Regions from separate parts of the Mus musculus genome. Here all the other regions are linked to region 1. Evidence: chromatin contacts called from public Hi-C, HiCAR-type and HiChIP or PLAC-seq data. All regions are on one chromosome and are shown on one strand. Each heading gives the region's core, a stretch centred on a gene start, on an enhancer-like site or on the middle of the called end of the contact. The rest is flanking DNA. Distances are from core to core; before and after follow the strand shown.

What was found. Hi-C and Micro-C count contacts between places; a contact is called where the count stands out from the background. HiCAR-type assays count read pairs that join an accessible place to other places. HiChIP or PLAC-seq counts read pairs in DNA pulled down with a chosen protein or histone mark.
Region 2: an H3K27ac HiChIP or PLAC-seq map of VIP interneurons shows a contact between it and region 1, with 4 times the contacts expected there. The contact joins the enhancer-like site here to the promoter of Ptprz1 in region 1. A contact is called at or near these places in 8 of 39 promoter capture datasets (embryonic stem cells, frontonasal cranial neural crest, hippocampal neurons and 4 more), 5 of 115 datasets of contacts at active chromatin or transcription factors (VIP interneurons, astrocytes, embryonic forebrain and 2 more) and 1 of 9 other capture datasets (embryonic stem cells).
Region 3: a contact with region 1 is called in a Hi-C map of extraembryonic endoderm stem cells, with 2.7 times the contacts expected there. The contact joins the promoter of Aass here to the promoter of Ptprz1 in region 1. A contact is called at or near these places in 1 of 39 promoter capture datasets (stem cell-derived epiblast-like cells) and 1 of 484 Hi-C or Micro-C datasets (extraembryonic endoderm stem cells).
Region 4: a contact with region 1 is called in a HiCAR-type map of embryonic stem cells, with 3 times the contacts expected there. The contact joins the enhancer-like site here to the promoter of Ptprz1 in region 1. A contact is called at or near these places in 2 of 39 promoter capture datasets (hippocampal neurons and stem cell-derived epiblast-like cells), 3 of 484 Hi-C or Micro-C datasets (cortical neurons, forebrain and nephron progenitors), 7 of 115 datasets of contacts at active chromatin or transcription factors (embryonic basal ganglia, embryonic forebrain, embryonic stem cells and 3 more) and 1 of 9 other capture datasets (embryonic stem cells).

The regions. Positions count from the first base shown.
Region 1 is chr6:22,873,691-22,876,878 of GRCm38.p6, reverse strand. Ptprz1 (protein tyrosine phosphatase, receptor type Z, polypeptide 1) reads right to left here and starts at 1,377. Exons shown (of 30, transcript NM_001081306.1): 1 at 995-1,377. The coding sequence starts at 1,052.
Region 2 is chr6:22,537,276-22,540,737 of GRCm38.p6, reverse strand. No RefSeq gene overlaps it. Among named protein-coding and RNA genes, the nearest start is that of Gm38774, 95 kb to the left of the region's middle. Within about 2 kb of position 1,692, at least 8 of the 459 cell types and tissues checked have an H3K27ac peak or open chromatin away from gene starts, as enhancers often do. A contact at or near this core is called in VIP interneurons, where this site is marked.
Region 3 is chr6:23,131,702-23,135,212 of GRCm38.p6, reverse strand. It overlaps Aass (aminoadipate-semialdehyde synthase), which reads left to right and starts at 2,227. Exons shown (of 24, transcript NM_013930.4): 1 at 2,227-2,332.
Region 4 is chr6:22,583,620-22,587,066 of GRCm38.p6, reverse strand. The region is part of intron 1 of Gm38774 (a long non-coding RNA gene); the gene reads left to right. Among named protein-coding and RNA genes, the nearest start is that of Gm38774, 49 kb to the left of the region's middle. Within about 2 kb of position 1,991, at least 5 of the 459 cell types and tissues checked have an H3K27ac peak or open chromatin away from gene starts, as enhancers often do. A contact at or near this core is called in embryonic stem cells, where this site is marked.

The DNA.
Region 1 (3,188 bases), core at 128-2,627:
CAGTCAGAACTAGAAATGACTTCTGTTCGCGAAGGTGCTAAGAGGAGCACTCTCCATCGGATTGGAAGTGCATGTTTAATATATCCTTTATTATAAACGAAATTTAAAAGTGGGGCTATAGGACTGATGGGAGCTAAACAGTTATACTCACAAATCGAGGTACACATTCTAATTTTTAGGTCAATGTCTTCCAACAGGCATTTGAAAGGGGCTTTTAGTAGTTAAAATAAGGAAACAAAACAACAAACAAAACAAAAGACAGGTTTTACTTTTTGTTTTCTTTTTAGAAACCTAAGTCTGCACCCTCATTCCCAGTAAATATTCACACCGTTGACTGCAGAGAGTAATATCCACTTAACACTTGTAAGGTTCGGACGCCTGCGAAGGTGCTGTGTCCCTGTTCGCCCATCACCTGCAGCTCTTCTCTCTGGAAGCTGGGGGCAGAATGCTCATAGAGATTTGACTGGAACTTTTTTGTAAGTGACTGCCTGGACTTGAACGTGACTAAATTGAAAGTACTAGAAAAGTCAGGTCGATGCTTGTTCAGCTCAGTGCCTTTCAGGTGCGTGTGCGTAATTCAAGACAGACACGTGTGCCTTCCGTTCAAGTCCACAGTACTACAGTGGCAACATAGAAAGGAACGTTTAGGTCGCAGCCCCTCGCCACTGCTGTAGTGTATTTCTAGTCACCGACTCATTCTCTTATGTAGGTCTACAAGGCTATTTCCACTTTTTGCAATATGGAGAGCACGCATGCGAGGGGACCCTGACAGGCGGCGACCTCCTGTGTCTAGGTGTCCTGACCAAAGGAGTCTCAGTAGAGGGACCCAGCAGGTGGTAGTTGAGGGGATGAGGGCGCAGCCGGTGCAAGTGACATCGAAAGGTTCGGGATAACTCTTCTTGGGGTGCTACCCAATGTTCTGAAATCCCCCACCCAAGCTGCGTCCCAGAGACTGAGCCCCGCGCGGGTGCCCCGCCGAGGTCCTATCACTTACCCAGGCGACACAGGCACAGGAGCTGAACGCACGCGAGGAAGCTCTGCAGGATTCGCATCTCCAGCCCGGTCCGCGGCCCCTCGCCAGCCGCAGGGGTACAGCTTAGGGTACAGAGGGTGGGGACACCGAGGCAGGGGACGCCGGTGACTGGCCAGGGTCTAGGTGAACGAGTGATAGAGAGAGAGAGAGAGAGAGAGAGAGAGAGAGAGAGAGAGAGAGAGAGAGGAAGAGAAGAGAGAAGAAGAGAATACAAGGCTAGGCGGCGCGTGGGTGCGGGGACCGAGCCTGGACCAAGCGCCTGGCTTCAGGCGGGACGCTGTCCCCTGCCTGAGCGGGCTGCAGCGGCCAGGATCTGAGCGCTCGCAGCGCAGCGGCGCGGAATTGCGGGGACGCGCTCCGGGCTGGGCACGCGCAGTGCGCGGGGGCGGGGGAGCAGGAGCGCAGGCGGGGGCCGGGGTCGCGCAGCAGCAGAAAGAGGGGCGTGGCGGGGCCCAGCCTGTCCCAGCCCCGCGCCCCTCCCCCGCCCAGGGCTGGAGGTGGAACCCGCTGGGGCTTAGAATCTTCGCGGTGAAAAAGGTCTCTTCATTAAGGCTCCTTCACCCACTAGGAAGACACAAGAGGAGGCTGGGTCCCCATTGTCCCGCACAGCTTGGGGCCGACCTTTTGACTTCACCCCTGGGAAAGTCTTTTTTCTTTGTTTATTGTCGTCTCTGCAGTTACCAAGATGGTCCTATCCGGAAGGGTTGAAGGGGGCCTGGGTAAACTGAGCTCTCCCCGCCCCCCTTTCCATTTTCTTAGTGAGTAAAGTAGTTCCAGCTCCCATTACCATTAGGGTAGTTAAGTCCAATCATTTGCAGCACTACTGTGACCATTTGGTCCTGGCTGACCCTTCATTAGACCCCAATCATTCTGTCCTGCTCTGCGCGGCTGTGGGGAACTGTCAACACTGCCCTGGTCCTGCTGGATGGAACTCCCCAAGTGTCTCTTTGCACAGGGTCCTCCTGTAGAAAGATTTTTTTTTTTAATTGCTAGATTGAAGGGTACACAAAAGAAATATAATACACACCCTGTGCTTCCTCGGAGCTGAGCATGTCGTTCTTTCCTTAGGAGCCTGTTTCTATGGAGGTGTTTGTTTGCTGTGTAGGAGCGTGAGTGCTATAACCTGAACTCCTGACTTGGGGGGCGGGGTAGGGAGTTGAATAGGTATTCCTGAAATGTTTGTTGAATTATGTTGAGGTCCACATGAAACAAGTTAACTGGTGGTGATGTCAGTCAATAGCCTAAATACATCGACCTAAATATTTGTGAGATTTTCATATACACGATGGGGTTTAGTTATTTTACATTTTACACTGATAAGAGACTCTATTCAGAGCCTTTTGGGAGTCACATTCAAAGGCAGAGAAAACCAAGTTCCGGAACTATCCCTGGTACCGTTTGATGTAGGGATCTGTACAGCATGTACTCTTGTGTTCTGTTATTGTCTCAAAGCCAGTGCTGTAGCTTTATAAAATACAAAGGATGCTTAATGCATACAAATTGGAATTCCAAGTCTGTTTCAGCTGTGACTACCCGTTCTCACAGAATTCCCACCGCCTCTGAACACTGGGGTCAATGGACAGAGCTAATGATGCAGCTTGCTATCGATTCGTGGATGGTGAATGCATGTCGTCAGGAAAGGACGGGTCTTGAAGCTAGAGTGTTTGTTTAGGAACACATATCGGTATAAGAAGTTGACCCTTACCCTATTCTTCTCACTCCTTGAAATAGAAATGCCTCGAGGATTATAATAGAGATTGAGAGTTTCCATAAGGCAAGAAAATTTCTGGTCATTTTTGCTAACATACCAACAGGTGTGTATATCCACTGGAAGTGTATCCAGAGTTCAGGGGGAAAAATGAAAAACAGTGTTTATTGAATGTGAGCTGGAGTGGGCAGGGACGTTTTCCTAGAGATTTGCAGAAAGGACATTTGGAGAATCTGATTATCAAACAGGCTGGAAACCAAACTGAAAGCCACCGAAGTCACATGTTATATTGAAAGCACTGTCATTTCCGTCAGACTAAGAATGTTCATACTGTGGCAAGCATTGATTTCCTTGTGGAGAAGCTCATACCGGAAATGCTAAGCCTTCTCACTTTGAACTCCTAGGGAAACACAGAAGGAACTTCAACTGCTTAGTAGAAGATGCTGG
Region 2 (3,462 bases), core at 443-2,942, 340 kb after region 1:
GGAGGGAGGGAGGGAGGGAGGGAGGGAGGGAGGGAGGGAGGGAGGGAGGGAGGGAGGGAGAACACCTGAGGCATTAGTGAAGCACTCTAGATAAATCTGTAAAGGTATTACAGATGGGTTTAACTGAGTGGCACCATCCCACAAGATGGGGTTACTGAATAAAATAGAAATGGAGAAAGCCAGCTGAGCTTCCATATTCATTCCTCTACTCTCTAACCTCAGACATTCTGTAGCCTGCCACCTTATGTCCCTGTAGCTACATTTTCTTTGCTGCAATTTACTACATACTCTCAAACCCTGAGCCAAAAATAACCCCTCCCTCCCTTAAATTGCTTGTATCGGGTAGTCTGTATTTTTAAAAGATCTTGTTTTTTAATTGTTTTAGATTTATTCATTTTATTAATTTTATGTGTTTGAATGTTTTCTCTGTGTGTAGGTCTGGCACCATGTGTATAACTTGTGTCTGAGGAAGTCAGAAGAGAGTATTGGATCCACTGGTACTGAAGGGACGGATGGTTGTGAGCTGTCGTGTGGATGCTGGGAACCAAACTCGTCTCTTCTGCAAGAGCAACAAGTATTCTTAACCACTGAGCCAATTCTCCAGCCCCCAAGTCTGACTTCCCAAGGAGAATAGTAAGCATCGTACCAACTCAAGTCATGATGTTGGAGGCGGAGAGATAATATTAACGTGGCATGGAAAGAAGTCATTTGGCTTGTATACAAAATAAATCATATTCACATATTAAAAAAAAAAAACAAGACTTATTCTTGCTGGATAAACTTAGGTGATCGTAAGGATTCTGCGCTGAGACTCTTTGGTTTGGTTTTATTTCCTTTCCTCCTCTACACCTCTCCCTCCCTCCCTCCCTCCCTCCCTCCCTCTCTCCCTCCCTCCCTCCCTCCCTCCCTTCCTTCCAACATCTACAGGCAACCACATCTGATGATGGCACACTACAGCAGACCCCAGTACATCCCCAGTGATTCGGTTGAGCTCTCTCCCGTGACCCTCCCTACACAAATGACACAGTTACTCAGCTGAACCTAGAAATCCTCCAGAAACCTACCATATAAATGAAAGCAATATATGACTTAGGCCAAATCACAAGAGGGGATATAACTAGAACTGGAACCTTGGTTCCCTGTTGCCAAGCTTAGCCAGTTCTAGACATTTTACACCTTGCAACCTTTCTCTGAGCACTCAGGACAAACTCCTCCCCAAGTTTAACAACCAAGGATATATTCACAGATGAGGGATCTAGTTTTGTGGCAAATACAAACTTTTTTTCTGCAAACCAACAAAAATTGCCAGGTCATTATACTCAGTTTACTCAGTTTTCTTACAAGCTGTGTGATGATACGAAATAGGAACATCAACATTGTGGTGAGTTTAACAGGTAACAGCATCATGAGTACTGAGTAATAGGGCCAAAGAAAGGACCAAATTCTATGAGAATCAAAAGCTCTAGCAACAAATTGGAATGTGTCACCATGCTTTGGATAATTGATTCATTCCAAAATAAATCCCTTGTAGGATGAGGTTTTATATAGAATCCATCTGGTGTTTATATCCACAATGGCCTTTTCTTTTATATTAATTCACATGTGTGTTTAAATTGCTATACAATACAAATAGACTCTATCAAGGGAACATATTATACATTCCCACCGTGCATCCCGGAAGGGTAAACATGCAGGAAACAGTTGTTAGCACAGAGAACAGCATATTCGAATTTCATTTAACTCTATACTAATGCAGTTATAGGCAAAATTTGTTATGGCAAAGACTGCCTAGAAGATGCTTATCATTGACAGTCAACCTGACCCTGTCTCGAATCACCTAGACTGCAAACCTTTCAGCAATGTCAAGGTTGGATTAACTGAACTAACCACATGGTAATACCCACAGGAATGTGGGTGGTACCCTTCCCTCAGTACAAGGTTGGGTCTTGTACTAAACAGGAAAGTGAGCAAGCTTGCTGAATACTAGCATCCCCCGGCCTCTGTTCCTTCACTGTGAACAAATGTGACCAGCTGCCTCACACTCCTGCCACTGTGACTTCCCAGAAATGACAGCATGTACCCTCAAACTGTGAGCAGTTATATTTAAATGGCTTTTGTAAGATTTTTTTCCAACAGCATTAAGAAAAGCAACCGTTACACCTAGAAAATACAAGTTCGGAATGTTCTCGGTTTTCCTTCATTGCGACATAAGGCATGGTCTTCCCAAACTAAAGCACAGGTCAGGAGTGATAACCTTTGTGCCCAGATCCCAGGCTCCACACTTTAAGTTGCCTCATAATACAAATGAGAGCAAGCAAAGAGTAAATGTACTCAGGAAGGCTTGAGTGTGCACTTACACATGAGTGTGCACTTATACAGGATCAATCAGTACTTCAGCAGTGTGTCCTCTACCCAAAAATCTGCTGTGGTGATGAATAACAGTGTTCAGGCCCCTGAGGCATGGCCACTCAGCCCTCCCAACTCCCCCTGTACCCACACACACACACACTTGTATTCCAGAAACAAAAGAGAGCTGCTCTGTAAGCTTGAAGATTGTGGGTTGTACCACTGAGCAATGCTGCAGAGAAGGGGCACAAGTGACTTGAGACTGCTCAGGTAAGAGAAAAGAAAGACAAAGAGACCACTCAGCTCCTTTGCAGACAGCATGGATGGCACAACCTTACAGGGTATAGAGCAGCAATGCTGCTCCCAATATTTCCTAAAGTAAAGCTTTAAAGTATGATTACTTTCTCCTCAGAGTATTTATTGCCAGGTTTATTGATACACACCTCTGATCGCAGTACTCAAGAGAAACAAGAGTTTAAGGCTACACAGTTACACAGCAAGAACCTTTATTAAAAAACAAAGGGATAAGACACAGCTCAGAGGTAGAGTGGTCCCTAGTATGCATGTGACTCTCTATTGGACCTGTAGTACCTCAACAGGAAAAAGGCCCTTGGTGTATTTTAAAAAAAAAAACAACCCAGATATCTAACAAAAATATAACTGGGCAAAACTATGAATAAACACAAAAAAATTGACCAGATTTTTTTTTACCTTAACACACCAATTTGTTTGTTTGTCAAACATGGTTTCTTTTCTCAAACAGTATATCCTGATTATAGTTTCCCCTCTCTCCACTCCCAGCTTCTCCCCACCTCCCCTCTCCTCCAGATCCACTTTTTTTCTGTCTTTCATTAGAAAAGAACAGGCGGTCGAAACCTCTGTGTCCTGTGTGAGATACGTTCCATTTTGGCTCCACCATGTGGTCAACACCTCTGTCTCCTGCGGGAGATACGTGTCGGCCCGGAGCTCCGTCTATAGGTATAGGTATCAGTTTGAATGATTTAAGGTTAATCGGCATCACTCAGATAAAGCTACTGAAAACAGAAGGCTAGTGAGTATTTGGGCACAAAGTCTGAGGATGCAACCAGCATTATTTCCATAGATCACTCTGTCCAT
Region 3 (3,511 bases), core at 978-3,477, 260 kb before region 1:
CTTGACACACACACACACATACACACACACACACACACACACACACACACACACACACTGCCATTTATCTACATCTTCCCTTTCTCATTCATCACTGAGACCTCTCGTGGAAAACAAAAAGAACTTTAAAAGTCCCACAGTCTTCACAAATTCAAACTCATTAAACGTTCAGTCTTGTTAAAACATATATTCTCTTAAAAAAAAATCCCAAATCTCTTTTAAAAGTTCCAAGTCTTTCAGATGTGGGCTCCTGTAAAAATTAAGTTAAAATACATTCTTCAAGAGGGAAGAGTCAGGGCACAATCAAAATCTGAACGAAGCAAAAATAAACTTCTACCAGCGTGAATAACTCAGTGTCCAATAATCTTGGATTATTCACTCGTGACCCTCTGGGCTCGTCCAAGGGGGCTTGGGTTATCTCTCCAGCTCTGCTCTCTGCAGCACACACAGCATGTCTTCAAGGCTGTGGCAGGTTCCACTCCACTGCTGCTTCTGTTCTTGGTGGTCAACTTATAGTGCTGACATCTCCAAAATGCTGGGATATATTGCTGCATCTGGGCTGCACTTTCACCACTAAGCTCACCTGGGCTCTCATCAGAGGGCCCAACTCGGCCATACAGTGCCAAACCTCAGCTTCTTTTCACGAACACCTTCAAAACCAGCACAAGGTACAACCTTGGCCATGTCCAGAACACATCTATATGCTGACTCCAAGGAAACACTTGACAGAAGACATCACCTCAGGGATGCTGGCCCCTTCTTAATCACTGCTAACTTTTCCGCCCCAACTGACCAGCATTAAATATTCCAGCAAAGTAAAGTTTTCACTGTAATAGTTCTGGTATCTTGTTGTTTAGTCAGCCCCAGCTAACAAGAACCAGAGCATCTTAATTCAAAATAACAAATGGCCCTGGTAGAATTTTTAAATTTCTCTCTGAAACTTGACAAGCCAGACCTCCATTGTCTGCACTGTCCTCAGTGTTCTTATCTTCCAAACTCCTACCAAACAGCCCTTTGAGACCTCAACACTCAATAGCTTTTCTTTCTTTTAAAAAAGATTTATTTTATTTTATGTGTGTTTCACCTACATGTGCATGTGTCTGCCTGCCTGGTCTCTCACAGCAATACCCCACTATTCTGGTACCAGCTTGTCTAGTCAGTTTGTCTTAGTTAGGGAGTCTATCACTGTGATGAAACACCATGACCAAAAAAACAACTAGGAGAAAAGGGTTTAGTTTACTTCCATATAACAGCTTATCATCAAAAGTAATGAAGACAGGAACTCAATCGGAACCTGGAGGCAGGAGCTGTTGCAGAGGCCATGGAGGGGTGTTGCTTACTGGCTAGCTTCCAGTGGCTTGCTCAGCCTACTTTCTTACAGAACCCAGGACCTCCAGGATAACATCAATCACAATAGGTCTTCTCCCATGAATCGCCAATTTTGCCTATAGCCCGATCTTATGGAGACATTTTTCTTGCTGAGGCTCCCTCCTCTCTGATGACTCTAGCCTGTATCAAATTGACACAAACTATCCAGCACTTTGGGCTTATTTTCAGAAACTTGCCTTCTAACAAGTCTAAATGGAGGAGGAACTTGTGAAACAGGAGGGTCAAACCCTTCTGGCTATGACCCCAAGGCTCCGCCGTCACTGAGGCTAGTCTTTACGAAACTCGCATTTCAGCAATACTGGAAATTGTAATACATTTGTCATCCCTAAACTTCTGTTCCTTGAATGGAGTGTACTGTACCCCGTGCTCTCCAGGTCCTCCGCTATTAGGATTCTTAAAACACGAGAAAACTTCCATTGGGCTGAGCTTCCTAAGCTGTGAAAAGGCTCTGTAAAGTGTGCTTCGCAAAACAAACAAGACACAAGCAATTGCAACGTTTTTCCAGGAGATATGCAAATTTCCTTAGTAGATACTGTCCAGACATTTCTTTTTTTGCTGTTTTTTTCCTACCCTCGTGGGCTTACTGCCACAGGGAGTTACAAACCTGATCAATAGCCATTTAGGGAGAACCCGATGCCATGAGCTAAGTAAGCTCTAGGGTCAGAGATCTTTCAGGCAGATGAACTTCAGGGTAGAGCAGGGGCAGGGCATGACCTAGTACCTGGCAGCACCGCTGATTGGTAGGAGAGAAGGTTGTTCCTTCAAAGCTACCGTTGATTGGCTGCAGGAAGGAAGACTTGTGACGTACTTAAAAGTTGAGCAAACACCTCCTCCTCCTTCTGGGCCCCCGCCCCCCTAGTCAATTTTTTTTGCAGGGAAATCAGTCTGTAGGGTCCAGATTCAAGAGCTCTGGGTGGCTGGGGACTGATCCATAACCTACAAGGTGAGAAGGGGGCCGGGAGGGCGACTCGGATGCAGGCGCGACCTCTGCCTGCAGGATGCACTTGGAGCTCCCAGCTCAGCCGCGGGACTCCAGCTGTTAGTCGAGAAATCGGCCTCCCGCCCCAAAGCCGCGGGGCGACCTCGAAGCTCACTGTGACAGAACTAGGGAGGTGACACAAGCTTTAGGCATCGCTGCCCAGCTTTGCTGGGGGGGAGGAAGGGCTTCAGGCTCAGCTCTACGGCTTCTGAATAGAAAGGGGGAGGGGCATGCACTTTTTGGCAGGTGGGCTCTGGTGGTTGTGGTCTGTTGCTGAGGAAGACAATACGGGTCAGTGTTAAAATTAAAGTTGCAGAGTGAATAACTTATTTATTCTTGGACTGAAAGCTTCTTTGCCTGTAGTGGTTGATGAAGAGAGCAAGATTCTTTCTGATCTCCTCCTAGTCCCCCTGGCTGGGTGGAATTCTGATACCAAACTTTCCCTGTCCTAGCTGCAGGTTTAGGGCTAGTAACTGTGACTGAGAGAGACCTGGTTGGCTGGGTCTGTCTGCAATCCGTTTGAGATGGGCATGAAAAAGTTAAACAAGTTGTGTCCAAAACTCTCGATACTCTGGGCGGCTGTGCTCAAGGAGAGAGCTCTGTGGACACACTTTGTAACCAACTCTGCATGGTTGAATGGGGTGGGGGGGGTGGAGAGGGAGGGACAGAGAGAGAGAGACAGAGACAGAGAGAGACAGAGACACACAGAGAGACAGAAAGAATGAATGAATAAATGAAATAGTTCCTAAATCTGTAGAGACTGTCATTTCTTGGATATTATGGGTCATGAATTGTGAGAATCTGGACAAGGTGTAGCTGTGGTGAGGCTCGGTACAACACACTGAATGACCAATGATTTATACAGTCCTTCCAGTTCTTTATTCAAAACACAGATGGCCTGGTGTGTGTGTGTGTGTGTGTGTGGGGTGTGTGTGTGTGTGTGTATGTGGTCATGAATTCCTGTATTTTGCTATCCACTCCTCCCTCCCATGAAGGTGAGTGGACCTAGGGCTCAGAACTTGCTGGCTGTGCAATCTGGTTGTCACTCTGCAAAGTGACTTAGGAAGACAAGGGAGTTTATTATTTATGGGCGGTATTTCCCCAATCTTCTAGAAAAACCACACGTCTTATCACAATTCCTGC
Region 4 (3,447 bases), core at 742-3,241, 290 kb after region 1:
CCCCACATAATCTTCCTCCTCCGGTTTGTTGGATTGCCCAGACTCCAATTCCAGCAGCCACCTCTGCAAACCCAAGGGGAACTCTTTCCAGGGCAACAAGTATACTGAAGGAAGACTCACATCTCTCCTTCAAGTTCTGAGATCTGATACCCTAATGCCATCCCTAGCTCTGTCCATGGAAACAAAGACCTTCTCCTCCAATCTTTCTCCCCCACCCCACCCCACGATTCATCCCAATTACCCAGCCTCTAACACCAGTAAGCATTCACTGTGAACACACCAGCTGAACAGGCAAAGAAAGCCAGCAACAGACAGCTATCACACTCATTGAAATTCCAGAAAGGAAACAGACACCAAGGAACAAAACACTGACCTGACAAAGACAAAACCACAAATCAGCAGACCTTTATTCACCCCAAACAAGAAGCTAAGACACTACCTTAAAAGCACAAACGTCAACAAGGGCAATATGGCATCACTCCAATCCAGCTATCTTCCCAAAGCAGGCCTTGACTATTCCAACATAGATGAAGCACAAGAGAAAGACCTTTAAACCAGAGAGAAAAGGTTGGTTATAAAAGATCTAAAAGTTATAAAGAATATGAAAGTTATAAAAGTTACAAGGATGTAAAGGTTATAAAAGGATAAAAGCCCTTAAGAAGAAAAATGAATAAATCCCTTAAAGAAATCCAAGGAAACACAAACAACTGAAGGACATGAATAATTCCCTTTTTAAAAGCCAAGAAAACACAAACAGTTGAAGGAAACTCATAAAACTGTTCAAAACCTGGAAATGGAAATAGAAGCAATAAAGAAAATACAAACTGGGGACAATCTGAAAATGAAAAATTTAGAAATTTGAACAGGAACTACAGAGGCAAGTCTCATCAACAGAATACAAGAGATCAAAGACATCTCAGTATCCTGAGACAGGCACTGAAGATATGATAGCAGAAATGGATACATCAGTCAAAGAAAATGTTGAATCTTAAAAACTCCTCATACAAAACATCCTAGAAATCTGGGATACTATGAAAAGACCAAAGTTAAAAAAATAGGACTAGAAATTACCATAGATAAAGAAGACAAGATATTCCATGATAAAGTTAAATTTAAACAATAACTGTCTTCAAATCTAACCTGATAGAAAGTGCTAGAAGGAAAACTCTAGGTGATGGAGATTGACTACTCCCAAAAAATACCCCATACGAAATAAATAATCTCACCCCAGCAAAATCAAAACAAGAGAAACAAACACACACACTAACTACCACCAGCACCACCACTACCATTACCACCACCAACAACAAAATAATAGGAATTAACAATCATTAATATATCTCAACATCAATAGAGTTAACTAACCACAAACACACACACACACAACTAACAGAATGGATGTGAAAACAGGATCCATCCTTCTTCTGCATACAAGTACACCTCAACATCAAGTATAGACATTACCTCAGGGTCAAGGATTTACAAAAGATATTTCAAGCAAAAGAACCTAAGAAGATATAGTATAACCATTTTAATATGTAACAAAATAGATTTCAAATCAAAACTAATCAAAAGATAAAAGGAAGGACACTGCAAACACACCAAAGGAAAAATACACTAAGATAGCATTTCAATTCTGAATATCTATGTTCCAAACACAAGGAAACCCAAGTCTGTGAATGAAACATTACTACAGCTTAAATCACATACTGAGCATCACACCCTGAAAGTGAGAGACTTCAATACATCCCTCTCACCAAGGGACAGGTTGTCGAGCGAAAACTAAACAGAATACTGGAGATAGCAGGCATGGTAAACCAAACGGACTTAACTGGTGTTTACAGACCATTTCACCCAAACACAAAGGAAGATGCTTTCTTCTCAGAACTTTATGGAACTCTCAGAATTATCCACATACTTGGACACCAAGCAAGTATCAACAGAAACAAAATCAATTGTGTTGTGAGCGGGCCCACAGCTCACAGGAACCAGGTACACCCTAGTGGCAGGCCGGGGCTGAAAGAGAGGGGAACTAGGCGGTGGCTGAACAATAGAGTGATCTAGGGAGAAAGGCTCCACCCTAGGTAATCTCCTTAGTGACAGTAAGGTCAAGGTCTGGCTCAGCCTGCTTCTGGCTGGGGGAGGTTACACAATTGAAACAAATTCCCTGAATCCTATCTTACTAGAATAGATTAAAGCTGGATATCAAGAACAACAGAAAGCTTACAAACTCATGGAAATTGAACAACTAACTCTCCACTGAATAAAAAGTTGGTCAAGACAGAAATAAAGAATAAAACTAAAGACTCTTTAGAATTCTATGGAGATTAATTTACAGCATACCCAACCTATACAACACAATGAAAACAGTGCTAAGAAAAAAGCTCATAGCACCAAGTGCTATTTAAAAAAAATGGGAGAGCTCTCATGCTACTAACGAAACAACATACTTGAAATCTCTAGAACAACAACAACAAAAAAATAATTACATGGAAGAAGAGAAGAGGGTTGAAAGCAATAATAGAAACAGAGAGAACGATGTAGCATCATAAGTCTATATAACATCTGCAAGAATGACAGTGTAAACTGGAGAGAGTTTTATACCTTCTGTTCAGAAACTCCCTCCCCTTAGAGGCCTATATTAGTTATTTCTTAATTAGTGTAATAAAACATGATCACAGACAACTTATAGAAGACAGTCTACTATGGCTTACACTTCTAGAAGGGAAGTCCATATTGGCAGGAAAATCATGGCAGCAGGAGTAGGGAGCTGAGAGGTCACATCTCAACTGCATACAGGAAGCAAAGAGCAAGTATGTATTGGGTGAGTCTATACAGCCTCAACCCCCATCCCCACCTCAATATAGTGATGGACTATCTCCAGCAACATTGTACTGCACCTCTCAAAAGCTTCATATCCTCCACAAACAGCACTAGCAACTGGGGAACAAGAGTTCTAGTTCCTCAGCCTATGGGTGACATTTTTTTGTTCAGCTGCCAACAGGGTTAGTGAGATGACTCAGCAGATCAAGTTCCCAAGTCTGAGGATCTGAATTCAATTCCTGGGACCCACATGGTTGAAGGATCGAGCTAACTCCTACAAGATGTCCTCTGACCTACACATTTATGCCATGGCACATGAGCACAGAGACAGTACACACGCACGCACGTGCACACACACACACATACACACACACAAAGAAAATGAACAAATAAAAAATATTTAGGAACTATATCCTCAAATGGTGCACTTTGAACACCACATATATGATAAATAAGGTTATGTATACTGGTCACTTTCCAGACATTCTCCCTAGTGTCCCTAGTTTCAAAAGCAAGAGGATGTCTTAAAAATAGAATGACAAAAATGTAATGTGCTTTCTCTTCACGATTCCAGTGGACACTCAAAATAGCAGTTGATCACAAAGGGCATGGAGGGAGCTCTTT